Linked DNA regions of Mus musculus: region 2 is linked to region 1. The links are chromatin contacts, called in public Hi-C maps. All regions are on one chromosome and are shown on one strand. The core of a region is the stretch at or near the end of the contact, and the rest is flanking DNA. Distances in the headings are between cores, read along the strand shown. Region 1 overlaps Lrba (LPS-responsive beige-like anchor). Region 2 overlaps Lrba (LPS-responsive beige-like anchor).

Region 1 (7,101 bases), core at 3,711-6,210:
TTGTTTTCTAATGGAATATAACATACATGTGAAAAGGGCTGTCCATAAGATCAGGCCATAAGTACCACAGAAGAGACATACACAGTGAAAGGAGCAGCAGCTTCTGCTTGAGGTCACAGAGGAGTCTGTGGAACAGGTGACATTGAGCACAGTCTTAAGAAGGAAATCCATGGAGTAGAAATTGGGTGACTTTCTGGTCAAGGAAGCAGACAGAGTAAGCAGAGACACAGAGATAGTGTCATTTAGGAAAAAGTGATAGATAGGTTTGCATGTGTGACTTGCATGAAGGAGGATGCTATGTATAATGTAGCAGTGTGTGCCAATATTAACTATGTATGTCCCTGTGATACCTCTTCTCTTTCTCTGTTAATAAAAGAGAATTCTTCTCTCGTAATTTATCAGCAGCTATTAACATTTCTTCACATCATCCATAGAACTGTGCTTTGTGCCGAGTGTTTAGCTGTGAGTGGCACAGTAAGCATTTGTTGTAGGAAGGGGAAAGAAGTTTGTCATTACTGTATAAAGCTTCTTGACTTATTCTGTGTATGATTAAGCAATTCTGTCTTACTGGGAAGCCACAAATAGTGATGGCTGCTTATGAGAGCACCCATGGCCACTCACAGTATGATGTTGATCACGTCTGCAGAGGAATTTAGGATGCACATCTTAATATAGTTTTCCTTGTCCAACCTCAGAATCCTATGGTTTTGTTTTGTTTTGTTTTGTATTGTGGGACAGGGTTCATTTGTGTTATCCCTGGCTATCCTGGAACCCACTCTGCAGACCAGGCTGGCCTCACAGAGATCCACCTGCCTCTGCCTCTTGAGTGCTGGGTTTAAAGGTGTATGTTACCACCGGTTGGCTTCAAAATCTTATTCCTGTGGTAGAAGAATTCTAGAAGAGTTTATTAGATCTGGGGATCAAATGCAGGGCCTTGTGTGTACTGTGCAAGTTCCCTACTACTAAATTATATCACAGGCTGTAAATCTGTACTTTAAAAGTAGCTCCTTGCTGTGTATGGTGGTATGTGCCTATAATCCCAGCTATTTGCAAACATGGCAGAGGATAATCCTTTGTTTAAGATTAGCCTGGGCACTGTGGAGGCCCAATTCCAAAACATACAAACATAAATACATGTATATGCAAACCCCACATGTATTTACACACATATGCATGCATATATATATATATACACACACACACATGTACACATACATATATGCACACATACATACACATACATAAAATAAGCTCTTATGCACAAAGAAGTTTGAATACTCCTCTGTGTTTGCAGGAAATATTTTTGTTACTTTCATAAAATTCTTACCTGCCTACCTTTGCATTAAGCTGATAACGTATTGTAAGATGTTTTTGTCCTTAGGCAAGAGTATGTGGAGATGTGGAGAGTCTAAAGAAACTGAATGTGTACCTTAGTTTCTGGCCTCTTAATAGAGTTTTAATTATAAAATTGTTTATTGTTTTGTGAGTTAATATAAGGTGCAGAGGAGGGAGGAAATATAGTATTTGCAAGCAGTAGTTTTTTTTTTTTTTAAAGACATGGATTATATAGAATAAATACAGAGTGGTCAGAGAGAAGAGGTAGGCATTGTTTAGTTTATATTTTCTTTACTTCAGGGACTTTTGATTTGAAACAGATCTTAAAACTGCTTTGTAAAGAAAATAATTGCTTTAAGGAAAGGCCTTGTGTCTACTTTCCGATAAAAGCCAGTCTTTTGCCTCCTTTTTAAAGGAAATGCTGACTTAAGTGGTTGTGGACTGTTTTTTGTTTTTGTAGTTTTAAAGTGGAGTGAAACTAGATTTGCTACATTTTTGCCATGATGCTATATTTAAAGTGCTAAATGAAATTGTGAGAGGCAAAGAAAAGCTTGTTTCACATTGACTCTTGTAATTTCAACTTTTTTTATTATTATTAATCATTCCATTTGTTTACATCTCAAATGATATTCCACTTCCTGGTTACCCCTCCACAAATCCCCCCATCCCACAGCTGCCTTCTCCTCCCTCCCCTTTGCCTCTGTGAGGGTGCTCACCTCCCCCCCCCCATCCTCTTCTACCCCACAGTTCCAGCTTCCCCCTACGCTGGGGCATCAAACCTGTAATTTCAACTTTTCATTTTAGTTTTCAACACATATATTTTCATTTTCTCTATGAAAAATGGTATTTTTTCCATAAAATTTATACAAAACAATTTATTTAAATATTTCTACAGTCATTCTTTTTTACTTTGAAATGCCAGCAGTCTTTTTAAAGGGACAAGTTGTGCTCCTGAGCTCTCCATATGAACATCTAATAGAATTTGGGTCAGCTGTGAGTTACTTAGCTAAGGAGGTGAGTGACTCCTATCACACTAAGGATTCTGTTGAGGTTCTTATAGTCGTTTTTCTCTCTGTAAAAGTATCTGTTTAAAAGCATCTTAAATACTTTTTGCATGTGGTATTATAATTATAATATATCATTGAAGCTTGCCTTTTGCTTTCTGCAGTTATTTTTGGGTCTCAGTATCACAACTTTATATTGTAGTTCTTGATGAAGAACCAGTGTGTAAAGAACTAAGTTGCAGAATTGGATGGCTTTTGCTTTTGCAGTTACATCAGGATATATGCAGCTGCTATAAAAAGCCAAAGAAACTCAATTGCAATTTTATTGTTCAGTTTGATAGATTTCCTGCCACCTTTGTAGCAGGGAAGCTGTTTGTCATTGTGCGCTGTTCCACCAACAGCGGAACTAGGTTTTATAAGCAGTAATAGGCTTCTAGCAACTGCACTGGGCTGCTTACTGGGGCTAAGGGTTTCAGACATGTGCCCAGCAACCTGTGTAATTTCATTGTAGTCTATGTTTTCATCTTTTAAACGTTTTCTCCTTTTTAGAAAAGGGTGAAATCTAATGCAATTCAATAATAATGTTTTCATTTGGTATGCTGAAATGTTTTTACTCTTTAATTATCATTTAAATTAAATTATTCCATATTGTTAATTGTGAGAATGACCCAAAACCTCTTTTTAAAATATAGACACTGAGCTTCAGTCTTTAGACTGTATGTTCTATGTTGACAAAAGACAAAAATAATGAGCAAGTAAAAATTAATTATGCTTGAATTAGAAATGTAATGTGAATTAGATTGTGCTCAACTGGATGACTTTGAGTAAAATACTTAAAGATCTTAGATGATTAGAGTATGTTACCTACTGTTAATAATCTGAGGAGCTGTTTAATTGTTCATTTTAGTCATTTTATAGACAAAACTATAGAATAATAAGAGTAAAAGCCCTCCATTAGGAAATTTCAAGAGCCAGTGAGATGGCTTAGTGGGTAAAGTTGTGTATTGCCTAACCTGATAACCTGTGTTTGCTCCATGGACTCATAGGTAGAAGCAGAGAAATGACCTCCACATGTGCTGTGGAGCATGAACACACATGTGCTCATACATAAATAAAATGTAATCTAAAACATAAAAGAAATGTCAAGTGTTACAATTTTTATGTTTACAGATTATTTGCATTTTATGCTTAATTGCTGAAGTAGTCTTATCATTAAAATAAAAAATACCTTTTCTTATTTCTTTTAAAACTTAAAAATAACAAGAAAATTAGAATGTACTCCAAATGTATGCACACAAAACCACCAAGCCACTCAATGTCCAAATGTTCTCATATGGCTTAATATTAGTATTATGGTAAGCCCTGCAGGCCCACTGATCCATATGTGCAATTGCTAAGCAGTGATGCCCTTATTGAGTGTTTGCACATTCTTTATATTTATCTTTTCATGGGATACATTTCTGTAGAATTTCTAGAAAGAGTTTCTGTATTTTAGAATGTTTTATTAGTTACACTAAAGTGCTCACTAAAATTTTTAGTAATTTATATTCCAGATTTTCATTTAAACACATATTTAGATTTTTTCAAGAAAATAAAATTGCTCACAGGAGATCAGGCACGTTCAGGGTGATCTGGCCAAGAGTCTTTTGGCTCTTTCCTTCTGTTGGTTTGCCTTCTCCAACTTCGATGTGATAGTTGTTGTCTTTTATATTTTGTTTTGTTATGTTTTGTTGTTCTCTCTTAGAAGCCCGTTCTTTTCTGATGAGAGACAGGTCTGGATGGTAGGGGAGGAACTGGGAGGAGTTCAGGGAAGGGAAACTATAATCAGGATATATTATATGAAAAAAGAATAATATTTTTATAAAAGGGAAAATAAAATTGATGATTATTATTTTTGATTATAGTAGTAAAGATTATCAGCTTTTCTGGGCTGCTGCTTCTGCAGCGCTTGGGTGAAGCAGGTTTGTGAGTGTGGAAAACTCACGCTTTCAGAGCCATAGCCCTAGCTCTTATTTTATTATTTTGTTATAGACTTTTTTATAGAGTTATAGAGTTGGACAGCTTAGGCAGACTTTTTTTTCTCCTTTTCTTTTTTTTTTTTCATTGAAAATAATTTTTTCTTGTACATTGTATTATGATCACGGTTTCTCCTCCCTCATTTCCTTCCAGATTCTCCCCACTTCCCCACATGTCCAACTGCACACCCTTTTCTCTCTTTAGAAAATAAACAGGCAAATAAACAAACTAGACTAAAGAAATCAAACAAAACAAAACAACAAAGAAAAAGCATGAGAAATGTACACAGGCACACACACACACACACACACATGTGCACACGCATGTTCACACACACACACACCATAGAAATCACATAATCAGAAACTATGGTATATAAACAAAAGACCTGTAAGGTTAAATACTGGCCAAACAAAGCTTTATGAGACAAAACAAATTCAAAACTGGCCATCTGCTCCTGGGCATGGCCAGCGCGGATTGCACACTCATTAAGTCTTTGCAAGTAGCTGTCAGTTGGTGAAAGCTTCTGGGCCGGGGATGGGCTGGGGGCTGTGTCCACTTGCCTTCTCAGCGTGGGGAACCTGCCTGGCATAGAGCCCTGCAGGCTTTGTGCTCGCTGCCAGTGTCTTTGTGAGCTTATATATGTGTCAGTACTGCTGTGTTTACATGGCCTTGTTTCCTTACTATCCTTCTTCCTTCCTGGCTTTACAATCTTACACTTCCTCTTTTCCTCATTCCCTGAGTACTAAGAGGAAGGGTTTGATAAAGACAGCCCATTACGACTGAATGTTTCAATGTCTCTCACTTTCAGTGCGTTGTCCAGTTGTGGGTCTGTGTATTGGTTACCATCCAACTGTAGGAGGAAGTTTCTCAGATGATGGTTGAATGAGGCCTGATTTATGGGTATAGCAAGTTAGGAATCAATTTACTATTACCTTCCTTTAGCAGAACAATAGTGTTTGGTTTTCTTCAGCTTTGTGGCCCCCTGAGCAGTGTCAGGCATAGATTCAGTCTTCTGGAATGGGCCTTAAATCCAATCAGATATGGTTTGTTATTCCTGCAGCTTTTGTGCCATTATTACACCAGCCTATTTCAGCATCTACAGTGGTGACAGGCAAGTAAGCACTGTAGATCACTGGATTTATACCTGGGTTGCTGGATACTTTTCTTCTGGTAGCATGCAGAGTACCTGCCAGTACCATGAACGTTAGTCATTGGGGTGAAGGCTCTCGGTAGGCAACCTTCTGGCTTCTCTATACTCAATAAGTCATGTAGGTATTGTCTTCAGCAATAGGGCTTTATTATCAGTTTGTGAAGAACAACCAGTAGCCTTGTCAATAGCCTGAGTTGTTTGGGTGTTTCCATGGGGATCTCTCTGGCCAGTAACTTAGGTATAACTCATTCCTGGCACTGGAGATTTTATTTTGTGACAAGAGAAGCCTAATTGGGATTTGTCTACCTCCCCTACCAAGTTTGGTGTTTCCACTTGGATTTCTTTTATATATGTATGTATTTTAAGAAGCTTCTACTGTAGTAGGTTTCCATACAACCCCTGAAATGATAAGATAGACTTTGTGTGTTACAACTTGGATGGGAAAGGTATTCTGGCAGTTAGGAGCCAAGGAATACCACAAAGTTACCCCACACAACAAACTTTATACAAGAGATTCATTGGAAGGGAAAAACCCAGGAGGGTAGCTGTCATTACTTGGGTGAGAAGCAGCAGAGAACTGAGCAGAAGACAGGATAGATAGATAGATAGATAGATAGATAGATAGATAGATAGATAGATAGTTAGTTAGTTCCTTAGAGGGTAGAGCTTTCCAGGGTGGAGACTTCTAGGGTAGGGCTTGGTGGGTTTTCAAATCCAGAGTTGAGCTTTTTATTCTGCATGATGGGGTTGGGTCCACGTAGGGAAGTTAGTGTTCTGTAGTTGGAACCTGGTGGTTGTAGGTCCTCAGAGGAGGCTCCTGGCCCTCTTGTGCTTGATTTGAGGGGTTTACACTTTGAACTTCAGATTCACATCTTTCTGTTTCAGTAGTGCTGGAATTATGGATTTGTGTTATCACAATCTGGCTACTGCATTACTTTGTCATGATTTGCCTTAACTTTATATGTGTGTGTGTGTGTGTGTGTGTGTGTGTGTGTATTTGTGTATAATGAAGATAATAGAATCCTCTTAAGTGATTGTAAGAGCAAATGTTTGTCAGTAATACAATATTGTGCATGAACCATCAGTATGTTAGCTTTTGGTTAAGAATTTAATACAGAATCACTTATGAAAATGAGCTTAATTTAGTGTATTCTAAAGGATATTATTGACTAGTGAACAATTGCCACTTAAGGATTTTTGTACTATATGGGAATTTGTGCACCAAGTTTACCTTTTGTCTTACATAAATTCTAGAATGTCCCCAAGTATTAGCCTGTTTAGACAGATACTAATGATATTAGTGTTTCTCTTTAAATTACATACTCATGCCACATAAATAAGGAAATGTTGTTTAAAACCTTTATGGAAGGAGAAAGTTTATTTTGAATTTATTATGAGTCATTACTAATATTTATGGTGATCTTCAAAGTAAGGACAGCAGATTTGTGAGAAAAACATTTCCTTACCACCCATTTTGTCTTTTTGGCAATTAGACAAATGACAAAAGGTAAGCTTGGCAAATATGTGACAATTCATCTTAAATAAATTTAAACCTTTCATAAGGATGTGAATGATCAATAAAACCATTAAATT
Region 2 (7,052 bases), core at 1,387-3,886, 430 kb after region 1:
TAACAAGAACTATCTCTAATTGGCATTTATGCAGCCCAAAATAAGAAATACCTTTTATTGAAAAGAGATTTTATGCCGGCATGGTGGCACACGCCTTTAATCCCAGCACTCCGGAGGCAGAGGCAGGCGGATTTCTGAGTTCGAGGCCAGCCTGGTCTACAAAGTGAGTTCCAGGACAGCCAGGGCTATACAGAGAAACCCTGTCTCGAAAAACCAAAAAAAGAAAAAGAAAAGAAAAAAGAAAAGAGATTTTATAACAAAAGTTGAAAAAAGCACTTTCTCCCTCTCCTCCCGCCCACCCAGCCCTGCTGCTCCTGGGTGATCGCTCATAAGTGCTCAGGACTTACAGGGACTATGCATAGTGACATAATTCTAATGATACCCCTGCGTGGAAATTGCTCTCATTATCTCTTGTCTTTATAGATTAACACATGGAGAACTTATTAAAGTATCATTTTTCCTTCTGCTTTGGCCCTAAAGCTCCTGAGTCTCTTATCAAGAGATCACCTAGTAGGCAGATGCTGTAGTCTGGATTCAAACTTAGATACTCTGGGCCATAATCTTTCATTTGTGGTGCAAGGGATGGAGCCCAGCCCTCACACATGCTAAGCCTATGCCTTGCCTCTGAGCTCCAGCTCCAGCCCTAGAGGCCTCTTTCTTAGCCACTAAACTGTATTCCAGTTTTTACTAGATTTAATTGGATTATCAACAATACAGAATTTGATACAATCCTATCACAAAATACTCAGTATTTACAAAAAGATATGAAAAGATAATTTTGTTACACTGATTTCTTATGACAGTGCGTGTCATGATAGAACCTGCTGGGGTTTTGGTTTCCTTCCCTTATGTATGTGTGAGCTGACTGCATGCTGAGGACTGAGCCCAGAGCCTGTTCATGCTGAGGGTACACTCTACCACTGACTACATCCCCATCCCTATAATAGTGTTAACACAGAATTACTCACCCAAATTCACTATCTAGTGTAGTCTTAGAAGGGAAGTCCAGTGTTAAAACATGCATGTAGTAGAGGAGGGAAATTACATGAACCACGAGCTTTGACTGACTTTCATACCAACCTTGTCTTGCCTGATGTTAGTAATTCTAGTGGTATTTACAAAAGAAGCCATCAACATTTTCTGAAGCATGTGGCAGCCTTAGTGCATCTGGCATGGTGACTATAGTCTGCATGTTTAACCCTACAGATGGATTTTCACTGAGGCTGTGGTGGATGCAGAGGAGGGGAAGATGGGGATAAAGGTGGAACGACTAGAACAAATCTCAAATAGTGTAGTTTTGCATAATTAAAAGGTGGTAGAACTTCCACTGAAAACTTCGGAAGTTAATGGAAAGGTTTAAGAAACATTTATCAGAGGGAAAAGGAAACATTTATCAGCAAAAGCCATTTCCTTTCTTGATTTACCATTGTGGTAAGCCACATGAGAAAGCCTAGTATTTGGTTTGCACATGAGTGTTTTGTATTAATCAGCAGCAATTAATAAACAAACTCTGTGTATAAAGTACAGGTATCTCTCTTCAGGAAGTAACCGCATGTCCTCTATAGGTTTCCTCTCTTTGGTGTTTAAATACTTAAGACTTAAAATCGCATTATGCTTTCTGGTTTTTAAACGTACATGGATCCAAAGTAGCTTCTGATGTTGTGTTGTTTTGTTTTGTTTTAACAGAATGAAGTTCAATGTTCTATTTTAGTTTTCTTTAGACAGACAAGAGTTTACTAGTGTGAAGTTGTATCACTGGTGTTTACTCAAAGAGTCATTAATTAACCCAAAGCACTTGTAATTAAGTGCTTGCGTCTCAGTTGTGTTTTAACCTTTAAAGTCAAGTGCTCAAGTACAATTTGCAGGATTATGATAAGATAGAACTTGATTTGGTAATCATTTAAATTTCTGATTTTTTTTTTTGTGGTGGTGCTGGGGGTGTTGAGTTGCACCCTCGGATTCCAGTGACCACTGTAAACCAAGTCATTTCAAACAAAAGGCCATATTGAATTCCTGTCTTTATTGTCCAGTGTGCACAGTAACAACTACTAAGTCAATGCCAGAGTGAAGGAAGAAGAGAGTGGGCAGCGGGGTGTGCTGATTACAATCACAGAGCCATCCATTAAGCAATTTGTGGGAAGAAGTGCTTTTGCATTTCTGAGACTAAGCACAGGAAGGTGCAGAGCCAGCATCCTCTAACAGCTAGATGCTGTTAGAGAGAAGCATGGTGTGTGCCTGCTGAGGTGGCACACGTGTTGCAAAGGGCTGCTCAGTCACTCTGAAATGGCTTCACTTTCACAGCCTGGGTTGGTGATGCTGCTGATAGCAGGAACATATTACACTTTTTAAAAATAACTGAAAAGTGTATTTCTACATGGATTATTTATCTCCTGTGCCTTAACGGAGGTAAATCTTGGAAATTATCTCTCTCATCTCCTACTTATGAATAAGATAGTAGAGGAATTACTTTTTCTCTTTTAGATATGAAATTTTAAGAGGTTCAGACTCCATTTGATAAAGATATTTATGTTATAAAGGGGGAAAGAAACACATTTACTACTACAGACATATACCACTCTCCCAGCAGTGTCAGGCTAACTGTTCTGCCTTGCACATTGGCTCAGGTTACGGAGCGCCTCACTGTTAAACCGAGTTGGGTTGTTAGAGGGCACAGGCTTCCTCCAGTGTCCCGTTACATACTGAGAAAGGCACGTCTGTAAACGCTGGCATGCCTGGAAGCTGTGGCAGGCTTTGGGCTGTCTTTAATCTCATTTGACTTGTTCATCTTCTCCTAAGGCCATCCCGAAAGATGTACTGAGTCTCCCTTTCAGCTTTCGGTAGGATCTGCATCAGTAGACATAAAACTGCTCTCAAACAAAGACCCCTTTCCTTTGAAGTACTTGCTCCAGCTTTTCAAAGTAGTCCTAGACATCTGTCCTTTTTCTCCTTTCATTTTTCTTTAAGAAGTTTGAAGTGTAGCTTCTTAAACTACCAACAAGATAAATTTTTCTCCCAGCGTTACTGAAAGCCATGACGATTTTCACGCAGTAAGACTTTAAAGGGTTTAAGGGAATCTGTTGTGCTTTATGGTCTGGGCTTTGGTAGATCCTAGCTCCTACTCTCTGAGAGAGCAAAGGTACAGACTGTCAGCATCCATTAACAGTCGGAGGTTTTCATCCAAAGGATAACATGGTACTTTCCAGAAGACTTTCCCTGCTCTTTAAGTGAGGCTGGTGGTGCCTGCAGGATCTGAAGGGAATGCACGTGTAGGATCATCTTATTTGTACTGATGCGCCCCCACCCCCAAGTCATCCTGGTGTGAGCTGACAAGTGGGCAGGAGGGGCAGCTCTGGAGCTGACTGGAGCTTTAGCCACTGCCATTTGCTCTTGCCTTTTCACGCCGAGGCACAAGGGGTCTTGCTTTCTTCTTTGTATGATGATGTCACCTGGCACCTGTACAACCCAGGAGATGATGAATCCCATGTTACTACAGAGGAATGATAGGTGTCACAGCTCCATAGAGGCCAGTGTTCTGCCTCCGACAATCCCCTCTGCCTTTGATTTCATTCCAAGTGATTCCCAGAATGTCTGCTAAAGCCAAGCAGTGTGTATCTGTTTGGCTTAAATCCTATATTATAGAATTATACAACTAATAGTGAAATTTTAATATTTAAGGCCCTTTGTTTATTGGGATTTATACAAATCCAACTGATTTTTATTTTGAACATACTTTTTGATAAGAAAGTGTGAGTGTTCTATCTGTACTTCAGACAAATGAGCCGGAAATGACTTTTCTTCTTACATGTTATAGATTTGGCATCTGCAGCCTTAAGTGTTTGTTTCTATACATAATGCAAGTTGAGCACAGGTGGGCTTTTGTTTTGTTGTCATTTCTTACCATAAATCCAGCTCCCTGAGAAGCAACTGGCATGGCTCTGCCCTTGCGCTTCTAATTTGTTGTGTTACTTGAGCTCCCCTTCTCAGCCCTCCCCACCACCCCCTTGTGTTTCCTGAACTGTCTAACCTGTTTCCTGGACTAGGAAACACTTGGCCAACAAAGCCCAGCACTAAACAGTCCTTTATTTAGAATCAGACCCCAGGAAAAAAAGACCCCTTTCCATCCTGAAGTTGCTTTGTACATGCATCTGCTGATTTGTGTAATGAAAAGTGATTTGGTATATTTTGCGTTCATGAAAGCTAGCATTTTGTAGGCAGAACTAGTAAGTTGTGTTTGTGAAGGAGACCGTTTATAACTTAACCCCCTTTCTGAAGTTTCCTACCTTCTGACTTCACAGTTCTAGATTATTCTGCCCATCTCTTCGATTAAAAACAGAAAATAGTTGAGATCAGTCTCCCCCGACCCGCCACTAAACTCCTGAGAAAATGCCCCAAAGTTCAGAAAACAAAACAAAGCACGGGCCTGGCTTCCTCTGGGACCCATGTGCCCTTTGTTTATTTTGGTTTATATATAAATTGTTCTCATTCTTCATTTACTTTTCTTCAGACCTTCACTTTCCACCAAAGAAAGACTATTCAAGCTAAGACACAAATCTCACCACCATTAAAATCATTTGTAACTTATGGATACAAAAATGGAACAATTGCATTGAAAATGTATTCCTTAAATCATCCTGATCTTTTTTTCTGTATAGTTTTCTGTATAGTTCTGTATGTTTCTCTGTGTAGCCCTGGCTGTCCTGGAACTCACTCTGTAGACCAGGCTGGCCTGGAGCTCAAAACTCTGCCTGCCTCTGCCTCCTAAGTGCTGGGATTAAAGGCATGTGCCACCACTGCCCGGCTTAATCATCCTGATCTTAATGGTTGATTTTAAAAAACATTGCCAATAGATATACTCAGACAGTAATTTCAAGAATAACATTATAATGCTATTTTTGTGGAATTTTAAATATGGCAAGAGGTGGGTATGAAGGGGACCGTGAATGAAGGGTAGCTAGCATATTAACTTTTTTTTTTCTTTGGTTTTTCAAAGCAGGGTTTCTCTGTGTAGCCCTGGCTGTCCTGGAACTCACTTTGCAGACCAGGCTGGCCTCGAACTCAGAAATCCACCTGCCTCTGCCTCCCGGCATATTAACTTTTAAACATAGAATTTTTATTTCTAAATCTCATAATTTTTAGTATGAAATTAAATAGTTTAGATGAGTCTGTATCATTTGCCTCTTTGAAGGTTTTTTTTCACCAAAATTTTTGGACTTAAAAGTGAAAACGTAGTCTATCACAGATTCCTTCTTAGTTTGGCAAATAGCAAGCAGACATTTCTAATAAGTTAGGTATGTTCCTCCTATATGTTTCAAACTTGAAATTAGGTGAAACCAGGTCCCTGGTTCAACTTGTTCTTGGCCCATTAGTCTATTAGCTGAGGTCTCTCTTTCTTGTCTAGGGATATAGACTAGCCTGGCAGCTGGGGCCAGAGTACACCCAAGGTAGCACACAAGTCCTTACGGACTAAAGTCTCACTCAGAGATTCTGCTAGTCACCAAAGCCTTAAGCGACACCATGGTGACATAGCTGTGCATTGTGTAAATACACATGGCATGCCTGTCATGTGTTATGACAGACCTTAAGTTACTGCTGGCCCCAGGGCAGGCATAGAAAAGTCCTTTCTTAGGAGTGGAGGCTTCTCTCTTGCCTTTTTTGGGGGCCATGTATCTCTGTGCCTTCAATAAAGCCTATTCCAGTCATGTGCACGTATTTTGCCCAAATATTGAAGGAGCTCATTGGTCCACTCCCTGAAAACTCCTGCTTTAGAGGCTAGATCAGTGGTTTAACAGCAGCACTGGCCTCCACAGGTGCAGTGGTTTCTGATGGATTTTTCCTGACCTAATAGGGGTCTTTCCTCTGAGTGAGCAGTGGATCTAAGGACAATGAGTGCCTGAGTTACAGTGGCAGATGATTCTTTTCCAAAGCTGCTGATAATGAGCTACTTTCTGGGGACATTTTCCCCTTTTAGATTATACAACATCAGTCCTCAACTCTGCCATGAAACCAGTTCACACCAGACAAGTAGAATGCCAGGCAGGATCCTGCTTGTTAGCTGTTTGCAAAGGCTTTGTCTTTACAAACTAAAGGGAGGGGTGGGTAGTTTTAAATAGAGCCCTCTGGTTAAGTACAGAATCCTGTATGTCCGTGTGGTACAAATTCACAACTCGGGCCTGTGATTGGGTCACTTCTCTGAGCTGTGGCCACTTTTTACTTTGTGACACAGAAACGATGTTAAGTTTTCTTCTCTACTATACATTCCCTCTCTCCACCCTCCTTCCCCCAAACTCTCCAAGACCATCAGTACAAGGTTCATCATGCCTCTGCTGATTGGCTGAAATGTGGGAGGTACTCTATGAGAAAGAAGTGCACATCAGAAAACACTAAAATAGTAGGTGCGCTAGAGAGTCGTCCCACTCGAGATTGTCTTACTAGGGGAGATGCACTGAAATGTTAACTAAGCCTGGGTTCTTATTTTAGTTTTAATCATTTATTGTAATAACTTGGAACAGAATTTCACATTATACAGGCTTAGACATAGATCAGAATTGGAAACAAATTACCCCAATTGTCATTGTGCTCAGGGGAGGGCACTATGGGTAAGTCCCTAAAGCCGTAGTGGAGAGTCAAAGTGTAGACGCTGCGCAGAGCTGCATGGCCTAAGATGGCTGTTCTGCCTCTATAGGAACTCACAAGATGCATAGGATATTGGATGGGCAAGAATTTTCAGTTGTTTCCTTAATCTAGTTGTGTGATGGTTTTTGTGGGTTTATTATAACCAAGGCCCTATTTTAGAATCATCTCTCTACTTGAGAAGCAACTTTTATGAGAAAAGTATAAAATGCAGGTTTTACCATCTTTAGCTTTGAACTTTAAACTGTTGTTGCTAGATAATAAGGGTTCCTTAAATTCAGGAACATAGCACCTTTAAAATCAAACTGTGGCAAAATGTGGACTCCTAAGATCAAAATTGGCACCGTTATCTAGTCTTTATACATTGGGATTGACTTGTCTGTTTTTTTCCTTGTTAAAGGTGAAACTGCCACCCCTCGGGC

The links. A called contact is a pair of places that touch in the nucleus more often than the background predicts.
Region 2: a Hi-C map of granulocyte-monocyte progenitors shows a contact between it and region 1, with 9 times the contacts expected there. The contact joins two enhancer-like sites. A contact is called at or near these places in 3 of 15 datasets of contacts at CTCF or cohesin (large pre-B cells, pro-B cells and stem cell-derived epiblast-like cells), 64 of 484 Hi-C or Micro-C datasets (the 3T3-L1 cell line, 3T3-L1-derived adipocytes, the 63-12 cell line and 32 more), 5 of 115 datasets of contacts at active chromatin or transcription factors (DN3 thymocytes, the HPC-7 cell line, acute myeloid leukemia and 2 more) and 1 of 9 other capture datasets (embryonic stem cells).

What each region holds. Positions count from the first base shown.
Region 1 is chr3:86,338,576-86,345,676 of GRCm38.p6, forward strand. All of the region lies in intron 22 of Lrba (LPS-responsive beige-like anchor), which reads left to right. Among named protein-coding and RNA genes, the nearest start is that of Gm40083, 20 kb to the right of the region's middle. Within about 2 kb of position 4,961, at least 7 of the 459 cell types and tissues checked have an H3K27ac peak or open chromatin away from gene starts, as enhancers often do.
Region 2 is chr3:86,766,070-86,773,121 of GRCm38.p6, forward strand. Lrba (LPS-responsive beige-like anchor) reads left to right here. Exons shown (of 57, transcript NM_030695.2): 54 at 7,031-7,052. Among named protein-coding and RNA genes, the nearest start is that of Gm52625, 19 kb to the left of the region's middle. Within about 2 kb of position 2,637, at least 30 of the 459 cell types and tissues checked have an H3K27ac peak or open chromatin away from gene starts, as enhancers often do.